Regions from separate parts of the Triticum aestivum genome. Here regions 2 and 3 are each linked to region 1. A link is a contact called in public Hi-C data. All regions are on one chromosome and are shown on one strand. Each heading gives the region's core, a stretch centred on a gene start, on an enhancer-like site or on the middle of the called end of the contact. The rest is flanking DNA. Distances are from core to core; before and after follow the strand shown.

Region 1 (3,566 bases), core at 406-2,905:
CAGACAACCAACCCAATTAGTGCGTCATCATCATCATCATGATTAGTATGCATACCTTGAGATACAGCTTGTGCTCCCCTAGAGTAGCCATTAGCAATGCAACCTCGGCTTCCTTGGTGGCCACAGACTGGTGCAGCTGGACCCTGGTCCGATTGGCATCGTCCACCTTCCTGCGGTACACCTCCAAGCACTCCCTCTCTATCTCTGACAAGACCTTGCTCTTCTCACCCTCGCTTTCCCCTACCTCTGCCCAGATTTGCTGAGTGCCAGAAACAACAGGGCATGCATGAGTAATGGCGCTTCAACCTTATATGCATGGTCAAATAAATGCAAGGCTAAGGCAACAGAGGTAATCAATCAAGAATGCATTCTGATTGTTACAATTGCCTGATTCATGTGCTCCCCTGGGCATCTTAATAAGTGTTCAAGATATTTTATTTACAGTAAAAGCCATAACGAAATGATGGCATTAAAGGTGAAAAACAGAGTATTAGTTGACAAAAAAATGATTAATTTGTCCCACCTCAACTGCCTGGCGCACTACTAAGCCGAATAGAATCAAGGAAATGCTTTTTTGAGGTGGTGAAGAACCAGAAAGGTGACAAAGAGAGAAGCTTCCACCATAAAGCCACACTGCCCTGAGGCATGCAGTTCACCTGCCGCGCAGCTCACCACCAAGAAAAAAGAAGACAACAACTACTTGCTACACAAGGAATACTCGCTCACGCTGTTACGCAATACTCGAATAAAAAGTTGTTACTTTTCCGCAGCCCTGTGTAACCCCACGAATACTCAACCCTCGTTCCATGTCAGAGTAAAACAAAATAACACCCGATTCTCTAGTCTCAAATCATAGAGGACACTCAAACACAGTGTAGTTCCAACAATGATTTTTTTCACCTAGTACTGGAAGAGATGGAAGCCGAACTTTTTCTTGTGAAATGAAGCATGCGAATTGGGTTAACACAGGCGCAGACAGCGAGAACAAGTTCACCGAGAGAAGATGGGGGAAAAAAGAAGGCGGGAAAAAGCTAGTATGATGCAAAATTTGTTTCCAGAGAACAGAGCTCTACTTCACTCAATACTACTAGCAGTGGCACGAAGCAAAGGTGAGCAGCAGGTACCTGAAGCTCTCTGAGCAACGCGCCACAGCCGGTGCCCTCCATGCCCACCATGGAAGCAGAGGACACCACCACAGGAGCAGCTCGGAGGAGAGAGGAGACGAGGAGGCGAAGGGAAGGCGAGGAAAGGCCGGTAGCAAAGCCTCAGGCTCTTATCCACCCCTAGGCCGGCCGGCCACGGTCCAGCTACGCCGCCCTGAGCAGCTAGCTAGGCCATTAGCCAAAGCGGCGCCTGAGCTTTTTGTTTAGCCTCGTCTCGTCTCCTCTCCTGTCCTCTCCTTGGGATTAGGAAAAGAAGAAGAGTAGAAAAAGCACGCGCACCGAATGCCAGCAGCCCTTTGGGATCAAAGGAAGCTAAGCTCTTTTCCTGGCGAGCTTAGAAGCCAGGCTAGGTTATGTCTGCCTCCCCTTGTGTTGATCGAAGCGATGGGAAGGGAAAGGAAGAAGCGAAGCGGACTGTGTTTTTGCCAGCTGCTTATAGGAAGGTTGTTTGTGTTGGGAGGTTGGGAGTGAGCAGAGGCCAGCGGAGGGAAGAGGCCATGGAGGGTGGCCTTTGTCTTTCCTTTTATTTAATGGTGTGTGGCTGCGCACGTAAGATTCCCTCGGAATTTCGTTCAAGCTGAAATGATTTGAGTCTAGCTGGTGCCAAATACTTTCATGCAGAGAACCAACAAAAGGTTGTTGCTGCACCGTACCCCGCCAAATTGTCACAGGCAATCGCCATATACTAGGATAATACTCCCTCCGTCCGGAAATACTTGTCATCAAAATGAATAAAAAGAGATGTATCTAGACGTATTTTAGTTTTAGATACATTCGTTTTTGTCCATTTTAATGACAAGTATTTTCGGACGGAGGGAGTAGATGGTCACTTTTAACCGAGTGAGGTGGTTCCGGCCGGGACATCATGCCATGGCTGTACTGGCAGTACCAGCAGGGTACTGCAGCTCGATCTCCCCTACACTTGTCGTGAGCTTGCCAAGGAGGCCATGAAGTGGCAAGGGAAGCTCACCGAATCCACCTGACCGTCCTGCCCACAGCCACAGGGTACCTGAACTGGAACATACAGCCTCGCGCCATTAACTGCATGCTTGCGCCCTCTTTTATTTATGTCGCGACGGGATCATGCGATGCTTGCTGCTCTTCGTCCGAATGATCAAGCCCGGACCGATTCTTGCCATCTTTGGGGCGTGCAAAGCGGCCGGTCCGAAAAGAAGGTCTCCACGATCCTCCCCCGGCCTAACAAAAGGTACGTCGAGCCAACCAACTAGTACACCGATCCGCACGTTCGATCAGGGTAGGAGAGAAGAGGTTCACTGTTTCATCCCGCAAAGTTCCCGCGGAGTAGCGGATCGTCGAGCCGGCCATTGTCGGGCTTGGAACACGTAGCAACTCACGTAATGCAGCTTGTTCTGTAGAGGGTAGACTGTAATTCACAATATGCAGCTTATTCTGAACTTGGAACGAGTTACGTACTACACTTATACCCCGGTTAACCCACGGACAAACCGAGGTCACTATCGTACTCCGGGTTGGGTTGTTGAACCATGTGGAGTCAAAACCCTTCCTAATTAATCACCGGGACTGTGTTTCATTCGGCGTGCTGAGGTCAAACACGCTCATCGTCCTCAAACCACGCATGCATCTCGCTTGATTAGGCCTGGATCGTTGGCGTATCTGCAGCCTTTTGCGGGAGCTCGCTAGCTTGTGCGTGCCTGATTAATTAGGTGCGGCTAGTTAATCAGCCGTGCGGTCTGCGTCGTAGTAAATGATTGGGACCGGCCAAGGAATTGATTAGACATTGTCAAGCGATGAGAGCAAGGGACGCTGAAGTGGACGCCCGACCGAACTCCACAGTGACCCCAGAGCTTGCCTTCATCGCGCTGTGTCATGGCCTCGTCCTCTGCTGCATCTGCATGCCCGTATTGCGATACGTGCTGCTGACGTGCATATTATGTTATCCTATCTTCTTCTTTTTTATAAATAAACATGCAGATCGGCGCATCATACTGTCGGGGTTTCCTCTCTACCTTTCAGTATGTAGTCCTAGTAGTACTGTAGTAGTACATTCTTTTAGCTGAAGCAGAGCTATACCCACCGTTGATTTGTGCTCTTATCAAATTATCTATCTGAAACCATCCAGAGGGCTGGTGAGGCGCCAAAGCACATCCAAATATCCAAGTAGAGGTAGGCTTCGTGCTCCAGATGGGTCCCTGCGGCTCGACTGTGAGTGAGCTAATCTCCACTGACAGTAAAGCGGAATGCGCTAAATGAGCTCAAATTAGTCAATTAGGACGGCATAATTAAAGGCCGGACATATGCTAATTTGGAGCCAACAACAAGATGCCCTCCCTACGTCGCCTATAGCCCGCGCGAATTCAGGGGGGGAGCCGACCGTGATCTGAACTAAAGAACGGTGTCTCATGCCCCCAGCCGTCCTGGGTG
Region 2 (3,566 bases), core at 340-2,839, 460 kb after region 1:
AGTAGTGATCTAAACCCAGAGGGAGTACTATACAGTTTGATTCAACAATCTCAAACTCTTATAAGAAGTGGAGAAATTAAAATGGTTGTCACCAACTTTTGCTGTTTTAATACCCCAATATTTTTCCTACGGGTGTATAAGGTACTCCCTCTGTAAAGAAATATAAGAGTGTTTAGATCACTAAAGTAGTGATCTAAACGTTCTTATATTTCTTTACGGAGGGAGTACTATACAGTTTGATTCAACAATCCCAAACTCTTATAAGAAGTGGAGAAATTAAAATGGTTAATGTCACCAGCTTTTGCTGTTTTACCCTGATAGTTTTCCTATGGGTGTATAAGGTACTACAACAGCTGATTCAAGAATCTCGAACTCTTATAAGAAGTCTAACATCATATGCTGACCACAAATTCAAGGGAACATGTTAGTGCTAAACTTTGAATCATTTGCTTTAGTCAGCACAAGTTCCACTGGAAATTGCATGCCCACTATAAGATCGACCAGAAGAATCAAACAGAGTACCAGATATGCTTTGTTCTCTTTATAATAGAGATCCATAATTGTTTTCATCACATAAAGATAGTAAAAGACAACTTTGATGTTCCTAGTAGTCCAAGAAAAAAGATAACTATGACACATGCGATTGCTATTGCAGGTGTGGCATTTCAACCAGACAAAATATAAGAAAAAGATCAGTTCCCTCAAACCTTCACTAGCATATGTGTCGAATGTTAGATATCTTCGCACACGATGGAACTTACAGGAATGGAAACTGTACAGATTAAGATCAAAATCATATAGCACACAAAGGGATTCTACTTAAAGTTAAAGATGGATTGTACTACGAAATCTACATTGCTAACAATATCACAGACGTAGTGTCTGTCCAAGTTCCTAAAACAATCTTATTTGCAATAACCGAACACAATCCGTACACTTTGCAGCACAGGCGGGTTTTACAGTGTCAAATCTTAATGCTATTCGATGTTTTGGGGGTAAAACAGCACCCAAAAATCGTAACTTGAGGACACCTGATACGCATCTAAGAAACGCTAAACACTTGTTTTCAACGAAAGAAACACTGAACACTTGTTTTGAACAAAAGAAACACCAAACACTTGTTCAACAGAAGACACACCAAACACTTGTTTTCAGCAAAGGAAACACCAAACACTTGTTTTGAACCAAAGAAACACCCAACGCCAGTTCCCTTGCCCAACGCAGGCAAACAACAGAGCGGCGTCACCAGATCAAGGGGCAAACAAGATAAACAAGACAGAAAAGCAACCTTGCCCCAGTGAAGCTGAAGGCGGTAGGCAGTAAGGAGGCGAGAGGGCCGATTTGAGCCGGGGAGATTCAAAAACTTACCACCCGTGCCTCGATTCTCCGAGGAGAGAAGCAACGGCCGCGCGGCGGGCGCGGCGTCGGAGGCGGAGGCGGCGACGGCGGGGAGGGAAGTCGCCTCCCTGGGCGAGAGGCCGAGAATTCGGTCGGGTTTGCGGAGCGCGGCGGTGGAGCTTTTGAGCCGGGGTACGGGTGCCTCCTGTCTGTCCAGGGAGGAGGAAGGGGAGTCGACAGAAATGTGGTGGCTAGGGCCCTAGCGGTGGTGGTGGCTTTGACCCTCTGGAGCGACAAGGAGACGAGGTGGGCTTGTCAAAACCTAGCACGGCCCAAGGCTCAGGAACGCGCTGTTAGACGGGCTGGCCCATTTAGGCTTACCATTTCACCGGTTTTAATTCATAAAGTGTGGTTGTCTCGATTTTTTTAATAAAGTGTGGGCGTTCCTCAAAAATAAAATATTCCTCTTGTCCTAAAAAAACAGGAAGCTTCCAGAAGATTTTTTTCCTTTTCTGCGCATTTTCTCTTTTGCTTTATATCGGGTTTTTTTAATTGAAAAACTCTTCAAATTGCCCGACTGATTCCCACGTTCTATAAGCCACCCCGAGGGATCGACACATGACGTGTGGGCCCTACGCACTGCCCGTCTAGCGAACCTTATCCCCTTCCTCTCGCAAGCAATCGTCTTCCTCTGATTCCTCTGGATCAAGAAACCAGCTTTCCTCTCTCTCCCCACGTCCTCTCCTTGCTCTCTTCTCTCCCCCAGGGCCTCCACTCTACGCATGCCCTCTACCCACCCGTCCAGCGGACCTGCTGTTGCTGCAAGGGCCGCCGCTAAGTGTTGGGGAACGCATTAATTTCAAAAAAATTCCTACGCACACGCAAGATCCATCTAGGTGATGCATAGCAACGAGCGGGGAGAGTGTGTCCACGTACCCTCGTAGACCGAAAGCGGAAGCGTTATGTAACGCGGTTGATGTAGTCGAACGTCTTCGCGATACAACCGATCAAGTACCGAACGCACGGCACCTCCACGATCTGCACACGTTCAGCTCGGTGACGTCCCTCGTACTCTTGATCCAGCTGAGGCCGAGGGAGAGTTTCGTCAGCACGACGGCGTGGTGACGGTGATGATGAAGTTACCGGCGCAGGGCTTCGCCTAAGCACTGCAACGATATGACCGAGGTGGAAATCTGTGGAGGGGGCATCGCACACGGCTAAGATCAACTTTGATGTCTTCTAGGGTGCCCCCTCCCCACGTATGTAAAGGAGGGAGGGGGAGGTCGGCTGGCCCTCATAGGCGCGCCAAGGGGGGAGGAATCCTCCTCCTAGTAGGAGTAGGACTCCCCCCTTTCCTAATCCTACTAGGAGAAGAAGGAAGGAGGGGGAAAGAGAAGGAAGGAGGGGGAGCCGCCCCTCCCCCTAGTCCAATTAGGACTAGGCCCATGGGTATTCAAAGAATTCATACTAACAACATTAGCATCCCCAAAACTTGGGGGACTAAACATATCATCTTCATCAAACATAGCATCCCTAAACTTGTGGCTTTGCATATCATTAGCATCATGGATATTCAAAGAATTCATACTAATAACATTGCAATCATGCTCATCATTCACATATTTTATGCCAAGCATTCTATGTAATTCTTCTTCTAGTACTTGAGCACAATTTTCCTTCCCATCATTTTCATGAAAGATATTAAAAAGATGAAGCATATGAGGCACCCTCAATTCCATTTTTTTGTAGTTTTCTTTTATAGACTAAACTAGTGATAAAACAAGAAAATAAAAGATTCGATTGCAAGATCTAAAGATATACCTTCAAGCACTCACCTCCCCGGCAACGGCACCAGAAAAGAGCTTGATGTCTACTACGCAACCTTCTTCTTGTAGACGTTGTGGGCCTCCAAGTGCAGAGGTTTGTAGGACAGTAGCAAATTTCCCTCAAGTGGATGACCTAAGGTTTATCAATCTGTGGGAGGTGTAGGATGAAGATAGTCTCTCTCAAACAACCCTGCAACCAAATAACAAAGAGTCTCTTGTGTCCCCAACACACCCAATACAATGTTAAATTGTATAGGTGCACTAGTTCGGCGAAGAGATGGTGATACAAGTGCAATATGGATGGTAGATATAGGTTTTTGTAATCTGAAAAATATAAAAACAGCAAGGTAACAAGTGGTAAAAGTGAGCGTAAATGGTATTGCAATGCTAGGAAACAAGGCC
Region 3 (3,566 bases), core at 632-3,131, 350 kb after region 1:
ACGCGCATGTGCGACGGCTGGGCACATCAGTTGACGCGCTTCCTGACTAAAAAGATGACCCTTGAAGTAGCTCCCTAAGGGATGACTGTTAGTTAGTTGCATCCTTGTTTTGAGTATAATCTTACTCTTGACAAGATCATCAATACAGCAAAAACAAGAGAAAAAAGTCCACCAACACGGCTGAAGCGCACCGCCCACAAATTCGAACAAGAACACGCCCGAGGCCCATATGTGCGGGCGCGCGTATGTCTCGCTCCAGCCACCTGATTGGGCCGGCCCATCTCGGACACATGCCATTAGCGCATTTTTCCTTTCATTTTCTTTTCACATTTTGCACTGGTTTTTTGTTTTACCTTTTTCCATTTTCTTGTATTTCGAAATATTCTTAGTATATCTATTGTGAAATCACTTTACATGCAAAAGTCAAACAATGTTCATCATGCATTTAAAAAATGTTAATTAAGTATAGAAAAATACTCCCTCTGTCCCATAATATAAGAGTGTTTTTTAAACTAGTGTAGTGTCAAAAACGTTCTTACATTATGAGACGGAGGAAGTATTTTTGATGTATAAGGAAAATGTAAAAAAATATACAGTACGCTTTAGAAAAAAATAGAAATAAATAAAGGTTTTCAACTTTTTCCTGAAAATGCTAATCATGATTTTATAAAATATTAAATGTGTCTAGAAAAAATGTTTCCGATGTATAAGAAAAATGTACAGCATTTATAGAAAAAGTAGACATAGAAAAAACACTTTTAAACATGGTAATCATGTATTTGGACAATGTTAAACGTGTATATAAAGAAAAATATAGAATGTGTATGAAAAAAGTAGTCATGAAAAAATATATGTTTAACGAAAAATAATCATGCCTGCCAAAAATGTTAGATATGTATATAAGAAATGTCCTGGTGTATACGAACAATGTTGAATGTGTATAAAAAAAGCAGTCAAAAAATTATAAGTTTCAAAAATGTTAATCACGTATATGGAAAATGCTAAACGTGTATATAAAAAATGTTCCTAGTGTATGCGATAAATCTACAACTGTGTATGGAAAAATTAGACATTAAAAACATATGTTGGAAAAAAATATTAAAATGTTCACAGAATTTTAAAAATTAATTATTGCAATAAATAAATATTCAGCGTGAATTTGAAAAATATTGACAACGTATTCGAAATGATGTTCATAATGTAATTTAGAAAAAAAAACATTGTGCATTTGAGAAATATAGAATGTGTATCCAGAAATATTTCACGTGTACTAAAATGTACACCGTGCATCGAAAATTATTTAAGTTTGAAGAAAGAGGAAAAATGGTGAAACATGACAAAGAAACATAAATAAAGAGAAGAAAACATGAAAAAAACAAAAAATGCGGAAGAGGAAAAAAAGAAACTAGAGGAAAACCAGTGCCGAAAAGAAAAAAAACCAAGGAAATGGGAGAAAAATCAAGAAAATAAGAAAAGGAAAAGAAAGAAGAAACCAGAGAAGGAAACAAAGAAAACCAAAGGAAAACAAAAAAAACCCGGTGAAAACTGATAAAATAATGAAGAAGACAGGTGAGAAGAATAAAACCAGAGAAAAAACAAAAAAAGAAAGAAAATCATTGAAGAAATAGATAAAACCTAAAGAAAAGAAAATAAGAAAAACCTAAAGAAAAGAAAAAGGGAAAAAACGAAGCGAATGCACCGAATGTAGCGAGCTCAGCGTGCGAGCGAACGAACGAGCCGGTATAGTTGTCGCGCATATGCGCGGCCTATGGCGACGAACAGGTCTACCCAGACTCCAGAGTGTCCGAACAACTGTGCACCCAGTCCTCCAACCATGCCACGGTCGCGACCAATCCCGTCGCGCCAAGGAGGCGAAACCATACCGACGTGGCAGAGCACCAGACGTGGACGCTAACGATTGGTCCGCACACGCGTTCGTCTCCTCTCTCGCGAGCAAACTTAAATCCGCACCACCACGCCCCCCGGTGACGCAGCCGATCGATCGCCGCCATCTAGTCCCCCCTCCGGCTTCCAGAAGCTTCTCGACGACGCCATGCGTCCGGCCATCCTCGCCGCCGTCCTCCTCCTCCTCGCCGCCGCGGCCTCCCCGGCGGCCGCGCTCTACTCCGCCGGCTCCCCGGTCCTCCAGCTCAACCCCAACAACTTCAAGAAGGTCTCGCCTCTCCCCCGTCGCCAGATCGGCTCTCCTCCCATTTGAGCTCTCTCTCTGACCCCGAGGGGCGTGCCGCCGCTCGCTTGCGCGCAGGTGTTGAACGCGAACGGGGTGGTGCTGGTGGAGTTCTTCGCGCCCTGGTGCGGGCACTGCAAGCAGCTGACGCCGATTTGGGAGAAGGCCGCCGGCGTCCTCAAGGGCGTCGCCACGGTCGCCGCGCTCGACGCCGACGCGCACAAGGAGCTCGCGCAGGTGAGCACGGCCTCTCGTTTCCTTTTGACCCGCCCACACTCCGCATGTGCGTGCTGATCTGCTTGTTTCCTGATGTGATCTCGGCATCGGTAGCAGCGATGTCACAGTAATTTATCGATTGTTAGCGTGTAATGGCTTTACTGGTGCTTCCGCCGTGCATTTTTGTTGGATAGAAAGACATTAACCAGTTCAGTACCAAAATGTAGTGGGACATTGTACTTCAGACAGTAAATTTTACTAAGGTGCTTCGATGCTTTTTATATAGGAGTAAATGAATTTGAATTCTGCTGAAGAAAGACATAGTTTGACAAGGGCTTATCAATAATCAGGATTTGGTCTCTTGCTAATGCTGTTTTGGTATCCTCCCAGTTGATTACTAGCCTGATTTTGTTTTCAAATCTTTGTTAAGTATATGCATAGGCCAAAATCCAACGAATTGCAACTTTATTAGGGTGATATGTTGCCATTCTGGCATTGCTTACGAGTTTGTTTACTATAATTTTTGTGTGTGTCAGAAATTAGTTTTTGCATCAAATCACTCTTATCTCAGATATTATCGCACAGAAGATGGATACCCCCGATTAAAGAAAACAAGAAAGATATTGACTGTGAATTAAGACCGTTATGGCTTTACCAATATACCTGCAGTGAAACTTAACCACGACAATTCCTCCAAACCATCTTGTGTTCCACATGTGCATTACTATTGATGGTTGTAGGCTATTCATTACAGCGTGGTTTTAAGTTGTGTTTAGCATAGCAGACTGATAGGTAGGGCCAGATGAGTGAACATCAAGTCTTTATTATGGCGATGAATACTTTAGTTAAAACTAAACTTAGGCAACATGCATCTGGACTACCTTCTTTCGCTTTCCTATACAATTGTATGCCTGAGTCATTTCTTAAACACTTTATATTCTAAGTTAATGACAATCACACAAAATATCTGGCTTTTATAATTAGAATTTATAAACTTTTATGGAATGCTACTGATACAGTTCGTGATGAATTGTGTTACTTTTGCAGCAATATGGAATACAGGGATTCCCAACCATAAAAGTATTTCTCCCTGGCAAGCCACCAGTGGATTATGAAGGAGCAAGAGATGTAAAGGCAATTGTAAATTTTGCTCTGTCGCAGG

What was found. Hi-C and Micro-C count contacts between places; a contact is called where the count stands out from the background.
Region 2: a contact with region 1 is called in a Hi-C map of leaf, with 6 times the contacts expected there. The contact joins the promoter of LOC123121707 here to the promoter of LOC123121700 in region 1. A contact is called at or near these places in 2 of 5 Hi-C or Micro-C datasets (both in leaf).
Region 3: a Hi-C map of leaf shows a contact between it and region 1, with 5 times the contacts expected there. The contact joins the promoter of LOC123121705 here to the promoter of LOC123121700 in region 1. A contact is called at or near these places in 3 of 5 Hi-C or Micro-C datasets (all in leaf).

Annotation. Positions count from the first base shown.
Region 1 is chr5D:352,851,137-352,854,702 of IWGSC CS RefSeq v2.1, forward strand. It overlaps LOC123121700 (65-kDa microtubule-associated protein 6), which reads right to left and starts at 1,656. Exons shown (of 12, transcript XM_044541717.1): 1 at 1,125-1,656; 2 at 56-259. The coding sequence starts at 1,175.
Region 2 is chr5D:353,314,335-353,317,900 of IWGSC CS RefSeq v2.1, forward strand. LOC123121707 reads right to left here and starts at 1,590. Exons shown (of 2, transcript XM_044541725.1): 1 at 1,369-1,590.
Region 3 is chr5D:353,205,752-353,209,317 of IWGSC CS RefSeq v2.1, forward strand. LOC123121705 (protein disulfide isomerase-like 2-3) reads left to right here and starts at 1,882. Exons shown (of 9, transcript XM_044541723.1): 1 at 1,882-2,173; 2 at 2,267-2,425; 3 at 3,452-3,565. The coding sequence starts at 2,054.